2 separate regions of the Zea mays genome follow, and region 1 is linked to region 2. The links are chromatin contacts, called in public Hi-C maps. All regions are on one chromosome and are shown on one strand. The core of a region is the stretch at or near the end of the contact, and the rest is flanking DNA. Distances in the headings are between cores, read along the strand shown.

Region 1 (4,724 bases), core at 620-3,119, 97 kb before region 2:
GCAGCAGATCTTGATAAACAAGTCGCTTCGGAGTAACGTCATTTATGTTGGACTGCTGCATGTGGATCTATAAAGACAAAAAAAAAACAATGTAGAAATAGTAAAAGACGGTACGATTTAAAACTAACCGAACATGCAACCACAAAAAAGGGCTAATCAATAAATAAAATGGTTTCGTAAGGTGGTTAGTGGTAGAGTACCAGTAGTGCCGCTAACCGCGTCGTACGCGCTCGAGCCTTTGAGTAACTGTTGTTGCTTTGCAAAGCAAAAAGGAACCCCAAAAAAAAAAAAGAAAAACAGATGGCAACAGGTAAATGCCGTCGCTTAATTTCGTGCATTATTGGCCCCAATCTATCGTTGTACACGGTACACCTTTCACGAGGCGCGTAGTACAAACAATGAAACCCCTCGGCCAGAGGACTGCGGTTTCTCTTGCACGCTGTGAATTGCTTTGCAGCTATAGCGCGTTTCCAAACAGTACAGGCAGCGTGCGAGACCTGAACAACAAACATGCGCTCGGCGAGTGTGGCCGTGTGTCCAACAAGGAGCTCTAAAGGGTCCTGTACCCTAAATTTAGAAGATGAGGACGTTCTCTACTCCCTCCAGCAATGTCCTTTAAACGGTTCTTTAAATTTAGAGGCCGCTGCTGGATCCTCTATATATAAAGTTTCTCTAAATGGTTCTCTATCTATTTGAATACTTTAAACAACTGGTTTAATAAAACTAAAATATGTAAAATACATTTGAGAGTGACAAATACGTATGTACAAAAATTAAAAAAATAAAAAATGTCTTTAATATAAGTATTTACATATAGAGGACGTTGTTAGAGAGGAAGTAGATATAAGGGATAAATTTTTTTAGAAAACACTATAAAAGACGGATGTAAAGGTATATATAGAGGATATTGCTGGAGACAGTTTGTCGTACCCTAGCCAGCCGCTAAAACGTAAGGAGTCCATAGTGTGAGGACCACCACGGCCCTATGCCCCCTACGAGCCTTTATGGTTCCGGATAAGCAAGAGGGTTTGGCATATAACAAAACTTGATAACAAGACGTCCTAAAGGGATAACTATATCGCTAAAAGATAGTTTGGAAATTCAAATCCTCTTTAGAATTAAAGAGGAATGCGGCAATAATAAACTAATTTTTTCTAATCCCTCTCCAATCTTAAAGGGAATTTGAGTTCCCAAACTAGCTCGAGGAGTCTTGATCTAGGGTACACGACACTCTAAGGACTTGGCTCATAGATTTATGTGAGTTCCCAAACTATCCCGAGGAGTCTTACATACCGTGGATGCACAGTTGTTCACTTTAGATTAAAGTCACTTATTTATATTTCTGCAGTTGTAATCTATAGACAAAACACTGTAAGGGCTAGTTTGATAGTCCAAAAACCAAATGAGATTTTAGGGACTAAATTTCCATTCTTATTTAAATTAGAATAAGAATGAGATTTTATCTTTCTAACTTTCTTCTATTTTAGACTCCCAAACTAATTCTAAAAGTAGTAGGAGGCGGTTCAAATTATAGACAAACAATTAAGTTGGTCAGCTTCAAATCTTGTGCCGTACAAATCAGTGCCCCCAAGTGGGCAACCCAACCGTGACGCGCACAGGCTCAGACCCCACACGGCGCGGCGCACTCACCCGCCCGTCGGTCGATAGGCGATAGCGCAGCGCCAGCGGCGACGACACAGGACTACACTACAGGCGAGACGAGTGGGTGTGCGAGCGGGCGGACGAAAGCAACGCCCCAACAACCTGATCCCTCCCCTTCACCCCATCGCACGCCACAACAAAGCAGAGCGCGGCGCTACACCTACACACCTCCACCCGGACCACCCCCCCACAGTCCCACACCACACCACGCAGTGCCGTGCCGCACTGCTGTCCTGCAATCTCCCATAAACTCACTCGCCTCGCCTCGCCTCGCCTCGCCCACCCGCCCGCCTGTCCCTCCCCAAGGCCGCAGCTCACTCGTGTCGTGCACCCGTCCCCTCCCACCCGCCAAGAACTAGCATTGCCGCCGCCGGTGCCAGGGGGCGGAGGAGAGGCCGCGGCGGCGAGGGAGCGGCACCAGGCGCAGGGGGTCAGGAGAGCCGCCGGCAGGATGTTCGGGCGGGACCCCTGGGGCGGGCCTCTGGAGATCTCCAACGCCGACTCGGCGACAGATGACGACCGGAGCCGGGACCTGGACCGGGCGGCGCTGATGCGGCAGCTGGACGAGACGCAGCAGAGCTGGCTCCTGGCCGGGCCCGGCGACCAGGCGGGCAAGAAGAAGAAGAGGTACGTCGACCTGGGCTGCGTCGTCGTCGACCGCAAGATCTTCATGTGGACCGTCGGCACCATCCTCGGCCTCGGCGTCTTCATCGGCTTCATCATGATGATCGTCAAGCTCGTCCCGCACAAGCGCCCGCCGCCGCCGCCGCCCGACCAGTACACGCAGGCGCTGCACAAGGCGCTCATGTTCTTCAACGCGCAGCGATGTGAGTCCGTCTCTCTCTCTCTCTGTTCCGCCGCCGCCGCCGCTGCTCTTTTCCACCTCTCGCTGAATTCCGCCGTCACACCCGGTTTTGCCTACCCATGCACAATCGTTCCGGCTGCTACAGATGTTCGCCATGCCATTTCTTGCCTGTTCTTGTTGCTTGAGTTGGTGTCTACCGCATATTTCATTCGACGTTTCTACATTTAGCGTGCCTTGGGCGCTCAAGATCTGACCTTTTTTTTCTTCCCGGCAGACGTATACTCCCGTCATATATTTAACACGAACAGAGTCCACGTGGGGAACAAAAGAAATCACCAGATTCACCAACAAATCCCACTCTGACCTGAAAAACGAGTCCAGAGACTATAGATTCGTAAAACTCAATTAAAATTGACGAAGAGAATGAGTGCACCGACAGAAACTATGTTTTCGCCTGCTCACTCACGATGTTGTCTGTCTTCTGGAACGTCAGCCGGTCCGCTGCCGAAGCACAACGGCGTCAGCTGGAGGGGCAATTCCTGCATGAAGGATGGCCTCTCCGACAGCACCGTCCGCCGGAGCTTGGTCGGAGGCTTCTACGATGCGGGGGACGCCATCAAGTTCAACTACCCCATGGCCTGGTCCATGACCATGCTCAGCTGGAGTGTGATCGAGTACAGGGCGAAGTATGAGGCCATCGGTGAGCTCGACCATATCAAGGAGCTGATCAAGTGGGGAACAGACTACATCCTCAAAACCTTCAATTCATCTGCTGACACGATAGACAGGATTGTCGCTCAGGTTGGTAGCCATAGATCATCTTGCTTGATGGCTGATTTGCTCTGTCCCAAGAAATTGGTCATCAGATCCACCAAACCACTGACTACAACATGAACTTCTCGTTATTGCAGGTGGGTGTAGGTGACACCTCTAAAGGCAGCAGTCAGCCTAATGACCATTACTGCTGGATGAGACCAGAGGACATCGACTACAAAAGGCCAGTCACCGAGTGTCACTCTTGCTCAGATCTAGCGTCTGAAATGGCTGCTGCCCTGGCTGCAGCTTCCATAGTGTTCAAGGACAGCAAAACCTACTCCGACAAGCTCGTCAAAGGCGCAAAAGCCCTGTACAAGTTCGGAAGGCTGCAGCGCGGGCGATACAGCCCCAATGGGTCTGACCAGGCAATCTTCTACAATTCCACCAGCTACTGGGATGAGTTTGTGTGGGGTGGTGCGTGGATGTACTTTGCCACAGGGAACAATTCATACCTCACGGTCGCCACAGCCCCAGGAATGGCGAAGCATGCTGGAGCCTACTGGTTTGGAAGTCCAAACTATGGAGTATTTACCTGGGATGACAAACTTCCAGGAGCTCAGGTTAGCACATTTCATACTCCAATCCAATGTTGAGTCTGATAAAAGTATTCAGCGTGGTCTTAATGTAAAGGAAAAGAAAACATGATCCTTCGTACATGTCAGAAACAGGAAAATCAGAAAAGGCTTATCAGTGTAATAATGCAGCTTCCTTATGAATATTGATCATCACTAACACAGTCCCTACTTCATCCCAGGTTCTTCTCAGCAGGTTGCGACTCTTCCTAAGTCCAGGGTACCCTTACGAAGAAATACTGAGGACATTCCACAACCAAACCGACAATGTTATGTGCTCATATCTGCCTCTATTCAATTCATTCAACTTCACTAAAGGTTGGTGATGTCCCTCCTTGTTTCTACCTTCCTTGCTGCACAGAATAAAGCTAAGAGATGCAACATTTTGCAGGAGGACTAATACAACTCAACCATGGAAGGCCTCAGCCACTTCAGTATGCTGTCAACGCAGCTTTCCTTGCTTCTCTATACAGCGACTATCTTGAAGCTGCAGACACGCCTGGGTGGTACTGCGGACCTAACTTCTACACCACAGAAGTCCTCCGCAAGTTTGCCAGGTCACAGGTAAAAGCATTGTTCTTAATGCTCTCAAAGTGCCCAACGTACGGGGAAGTGAAATTGATAGTTAAATTAAATCTGTTAAATTTGCAGCTCGACTACATCCTTGGCAAGAACCCATTGAAGATGAGCTACGTTGTGGGTTTCGGAAACAAGTACCCGAAGCGCCCTCATCACAGAGGCGCGTCGATACCTCACAACGGCGTCAAGTATGGGTGCAAAGGAGGTTACAAGTGGAGGGACACAAAGAAGGCAAACCCTAACATCCTTGTCGGAGCAATGGTGGCTGGCCCCGACAGGCGCGATGGCTA
Region 2 (4,494 bases), core at 1,714-4,213:
TTCAAGCGTTTCAGTTATGTACAAGTGGATATGCATGGCCTTAAGATACAGAATGTTTCAAGATTTAGGGTTTACTGAGGCATTATGCACAAATTTAGTGTAGTGATAATGCCAATGGGGGAAGAGGAATGGGAAAGATAGGACATCACCTATTGGAGTGAGTGACTCCTTAAAATAAAGATTACATATGAAGTAAAGTAATGCTACAAAATCAACTAAAAGGATTGTTGATGTGCAGGCATCTTTAACAGATACTCCAAGAAACAAATGGTACAGAATTTGTTCTATGATCTAATGCAATAACGCTACATCATTAGCAAGCATCAGAGTGTAAGAAAGCACAAGGTTTCATAAACAAGAAAAGTGCTAGAGACATACTCAATCTGATTGTACATATAGTCGTCTCAGGATTCTTGCTGGTCTAACTATTTTTAGTATTGATGCATAAGGAATTAGGTAGAATGAGAACGTAAAGTTGATGTTTGTAGAATTATCATGAAGGCTAGTTTGATAATATACAACCCCTTTTATTTTAAATATGATATTTTCATGAAAATTGCTAGACAAAGCTCCACATGGTGGGTTGTATCAATGTAACAATTGACTTATATTCAGATTTGGAGGGAGCACTTGTTACCAAAATGAACCACCAGACTATTTTGAGTGGTTATGTCAATACTTGTCCAGGATCATGATGACACTAAGCAAAAGGGAGATAAAAAGGTTTTGTTCCAATATATACACAAAATTATATAATGGAAAGTGTCCCCGTGGGACACTCATCTTATAGAAATTTCAGCAGTGGATGAACAAATTGAAGTACCTAGACTAGCTCAGTGTTAGTTCTAAGCAGTGGTCTAAAATCATTAGCAATAGAGGGGTTAAGAAAGAAAGACCTGCTTTGCCTTCAATGTGTTCTCAATGAGTTGGTGCAGGTCATTAACATGCGCTGAAACTGCTTCATTGAAAGATGAAACCATAACTTCAAGTATACTGTAAATTCCTGCCAACTGTGTGGCAAACTTTTGCAGTTGGGATAACCTAGATCTCATCGTTTCTAATCCAGACCTATCTAAGATATCGTTAAGGTTAGTGACTTAACAGATTAGCAGTACCACTCCCTCAACATGTGTGGCCCTGAACACATGAAAAACGAAACATAAAAAAAAGCATGTAACTGAATCTAGGGTCGATTGAACATTTTTGGATACAGATCACACCAATCTCAGTAATGAGCACATTAACAGCCCTCTTGCACCAGTCCTTGATGACCACCTCATCCAAAAGAAAAGCCAGAAGTGGATCACTTGACACAGCATTCTCATCCAAACAAACATCTGTGATATCTGGTGAATATGTTAAGAAAATAACAGAAAGAAGATGTGATATAGAAATGCATAAGCAGCCTCCTGAAGAGGATACAGTGGCAAATAAGGGAAGTAAGATTGTTCTGTACTGCAACATCGAACAATGAATGCAGCTGCTGGACATCCATGCTAACTGGATTGCCATGGTCTTCCTTTTCCTGAAACCTTTCATCGTGCTGCTTAGAAATAAGGCCCTCTTCCAGGCACTTGTAGTAAAGACGTAGCTGAACCCTGTTTCCATTGTCCGGTATTGGACTCCTGCAAATTGGGCAGACGTCGCATCTTTGGCTGCATTCAGCACATAATGAGGCATGGCCACATGAGTTAAGCACATGATGCACATAGCGGCCACAGCTACTCAAGTCTCTAGTTGCACGGCAGCGCTCAATTCTGGCCTCCTTGCATAGCTCAATGAGATCAATGGATGCCAACTGCTCCAAAGCATTCTGCCAACGGCCCAACAGAAATAGTCTTTTCAGCAACTAATATCAAAAATTTACTCCATATAGACAACATTTTATCACTTGATTTGAGGCCACATGGGGCTCACTCAAATACCAAAAAAATACTTGTATTTCGTAGCCGCTAAACTATAATTGACGCCATGGAAACTGCTAAATGGGGGGTACAAAAGAAGAAGAAAAAATGCTACAGTTACTTAAGCTCACAGACGAGTTGTGCACGCAGCCGCGCACACACAAACAAAGGTTTGTCATGATTTGAATCTCATACACCTCTAGTCCTCTACTTTCAAGTATGGGCTCTTATGTGCGTATTTCTGTTGGACTGCAGAATAAAGAACATATGGGGTAGGTGCCTTGCCTCCAGAACATAAACTAGCCCCTTCAAACAAGGTTCCGTCCTCCCAAAAGAGAATGAAATGCAGGAACAAAAGAACTTGCTGCATTCAAAAAATCAATTCCTATATAAATTATTTACTCAAAAGTTTAATGAGGGAATGAATAGTATCTTAAAATCCAGGGTGCCCTAGAGCAATTCTACCCTGGCTATCGGAGTTTCACGGGTTAAATTAACGTTTACTCGTTTTGTAGCAAGAATAGAATATTTTTATCTGAACCAAATTGCTACAACCAATTAAATGCCCTGAAATGTGCCGAAATAAAACCCAGACTTCCTGCAGCTAGCAAGCAGCTCATGAGTTTTTTTAGGCAAAAAGAATCAAAGTTAGTAGGTATAATTCATGTATACGCTTCCAAGTAGTTCAGGTCCCATTACAAATAATCAACTAGCTTAGGTTAGGTTTAAACCGAGCAGCAGAAAGTGAATCGAAGGGGCGGGCCAAATAGCTTAGGTTACGCTTTGGGTGCTGCTCGGTTTCGCGCAGCAGGAAGGGAAGAAAAGAGGCGGGCATACCATTTGTTGGGTGCTTGTTGCTGGAGAAGGTGCCGACTAAGACGGACCTGGGTATCTGGCGTAAGGCGGTGGCGGTGGCGGCGCCGGTCGTCGCGCTTAGAGAAAGGGAGGGAGGGAGACTGGGAGAGCACGCGCGGGGAACGAATAACCCAGTGTGGGGCTGGCCGGTCCAAGGGGTACAGCAACGCCGCAACTGCACGGGCCTTCTGCTGGACATGGGCCGTTAATTGTTCAGACATTTTTTGCAGATTTTAATTATTTTTTCCTTCTAGTTTTTTAGGCTAGTTTGAGAAATTCATTTTCCAAAGAAATTCCTATTTTTCAAGAAAAAATAAACTAAATTCTTTTGAAAAATGGAAATCACTTGTAACACCCACTTTGTAATCTGCTAGAAAGAATACCAATAGAGAAAACGATTTCTCCTTATGTGGGTTTAACCTGTGTGCATCATCACCTGTGAACACCATGTCCAAGAACAATTAATAAAAAGATATGCTACTAAATCCTTGCATCATGCTGAATATTTTATTTGTGGTGTGCATTTTGCAACAAGAAAATATTAAAGACCAAAAAGGGAAAATTAAATCCTAAAAGAAATTGTAGAATCTAGAAAAAGAGAAGAAAATAAGAATTTTGGGGATAAAAATAAGTGAATAAAAATATATTGGTCATCCACTCAAAGCTTGAATTTGTACACTTGACACAATGTCGAAATTTGTATTCAAAAATTCAAATTTGAATTCAAAATAGTTAAGAACAAAAGAAAACAAGAAAAGAATAAATAGAAAAGGGAAAAGAGCTTACCTGGGCCAACAAACCTGTTTTCGGCCCACTTCTAATTCCATACCGCGCGGCCCATCTGGCCGGGCTCCCGCACGCGCGCGCCCTTGCGCTCACTGGCAGGTGGGCCAGGGTTGGCGGCGCTCACCGTTGGGTGGACCGAGTCGCTGACCGGCTGGGCCTCCTTGTCAGCGAGTTCTTCTCCACCCGCCGCGACGCAAACGAGACCGAGTCCGTCGCCGGGGAAATAGGTGTGGGCTGTTGCGCCGCGCGCTAACTCCGCATCTCCCTAACTCCACGTCGCCGATTCTTCATAAGCGGACCGAGACCCTCCCCAGCTCGGAACCTCAAGGGTGGTTGCGCGCTAGGTTTGCTTCGCCCGCAGCCGCGAGGAGGGAGAAAGGAAGAGCACCGTCGCCGTCAGGACTCCTCCGCGCCTGCCGTCGGCCGTTGGGCGAATTCGCGGGGTGGGCGGGAGCCTTGGACCCGGGCGCGCGTCTTCATTGCCGAACCGAGCTTCGGGGGTACTCGGAGACCCCGGAATTGCTCATCGACGGACACCATCTCCGCCGCGCCGTGGACAGGGTCTGGCGTGGCATCACCCTGGTAAGATTCCTCCGCCCTGGGCCCGCCACCATCCCAATTTCATTTTGTGCCAACTAATTTAGCAATCGGCGCATCGTGGGGGCGGATTGAGCTACTCCGGTCATGGCGCTTCGCCGTGGTTAGTGCGCTGTCGTGGGCAAGCTCTGACCATGGCGGATTCGTGGGATTTGTGGCACCGGCAAGTTCGCCCTCAGACCCTTTACGCGTAGCACCTAGCCAGACTTGATTCAATGCGCCTGGGCCTCGTGACGCCTGCGCTCCGGCGAGCTCTGCCGCAAGAAGGGGGGCGAGCGCCGCCGTAACCTGTGCTGGGTGAGGGAGAAGGCTGGTGACCGTTTGATCTTTGTTGGATGGCTAGGATTAGGCC

Evidence for each region. A called contact is a pair of places that touch in the nucleus more often than the background predicts.
Region 1: a Hi-C map of leaf shows a contact between it and region 2, with 10 times the contacts expected there. The contact joins the promoter of LOC100274698 here to the promoter of LOC103625902 in region 2. A contact is called at or near these places in 5 of 25 Hi-C or Micro-C datasets (ear, leaf and tassel) and 1 of 3 datasets of contacts at active chromatin or transcription factors (leaf).

Annotation. Positions count from the first base shown.
Region 1 is chr5:8,781,948-8,786,671 of Zm-B73-REFERENCE-NAM-5.0, reverse strand. It overlaps LOC100274698, which reads left to right and starts at 1,869. Exons shown (of 6, transcript NM_001349894.1): 1 at 1,869-2,489; 2 at 2,961-3,268; 3 at 3,379-3,843; 4 at 4,038-4,173; 5 at 4,247-4,419; 6 at 4,507-4,724. The coding sequence starts at 2,114.
Region 2 is chr5:8,685,900-8,690,393 of Zm-B73-REFERENCE-NAM-5.0, reverse strand. LOC103625902 (E3 ubiquitin-protein ligase HOS1) reads right to left here and starts at 2,963. Exons shown (of 10, transcript XM_008646299.4): 1 at 2,742-2,963; 2 at 1,423-1,813; 3 at 1,212-1,346; 4 at 897-1,072. The coding sequence starts at 2,744.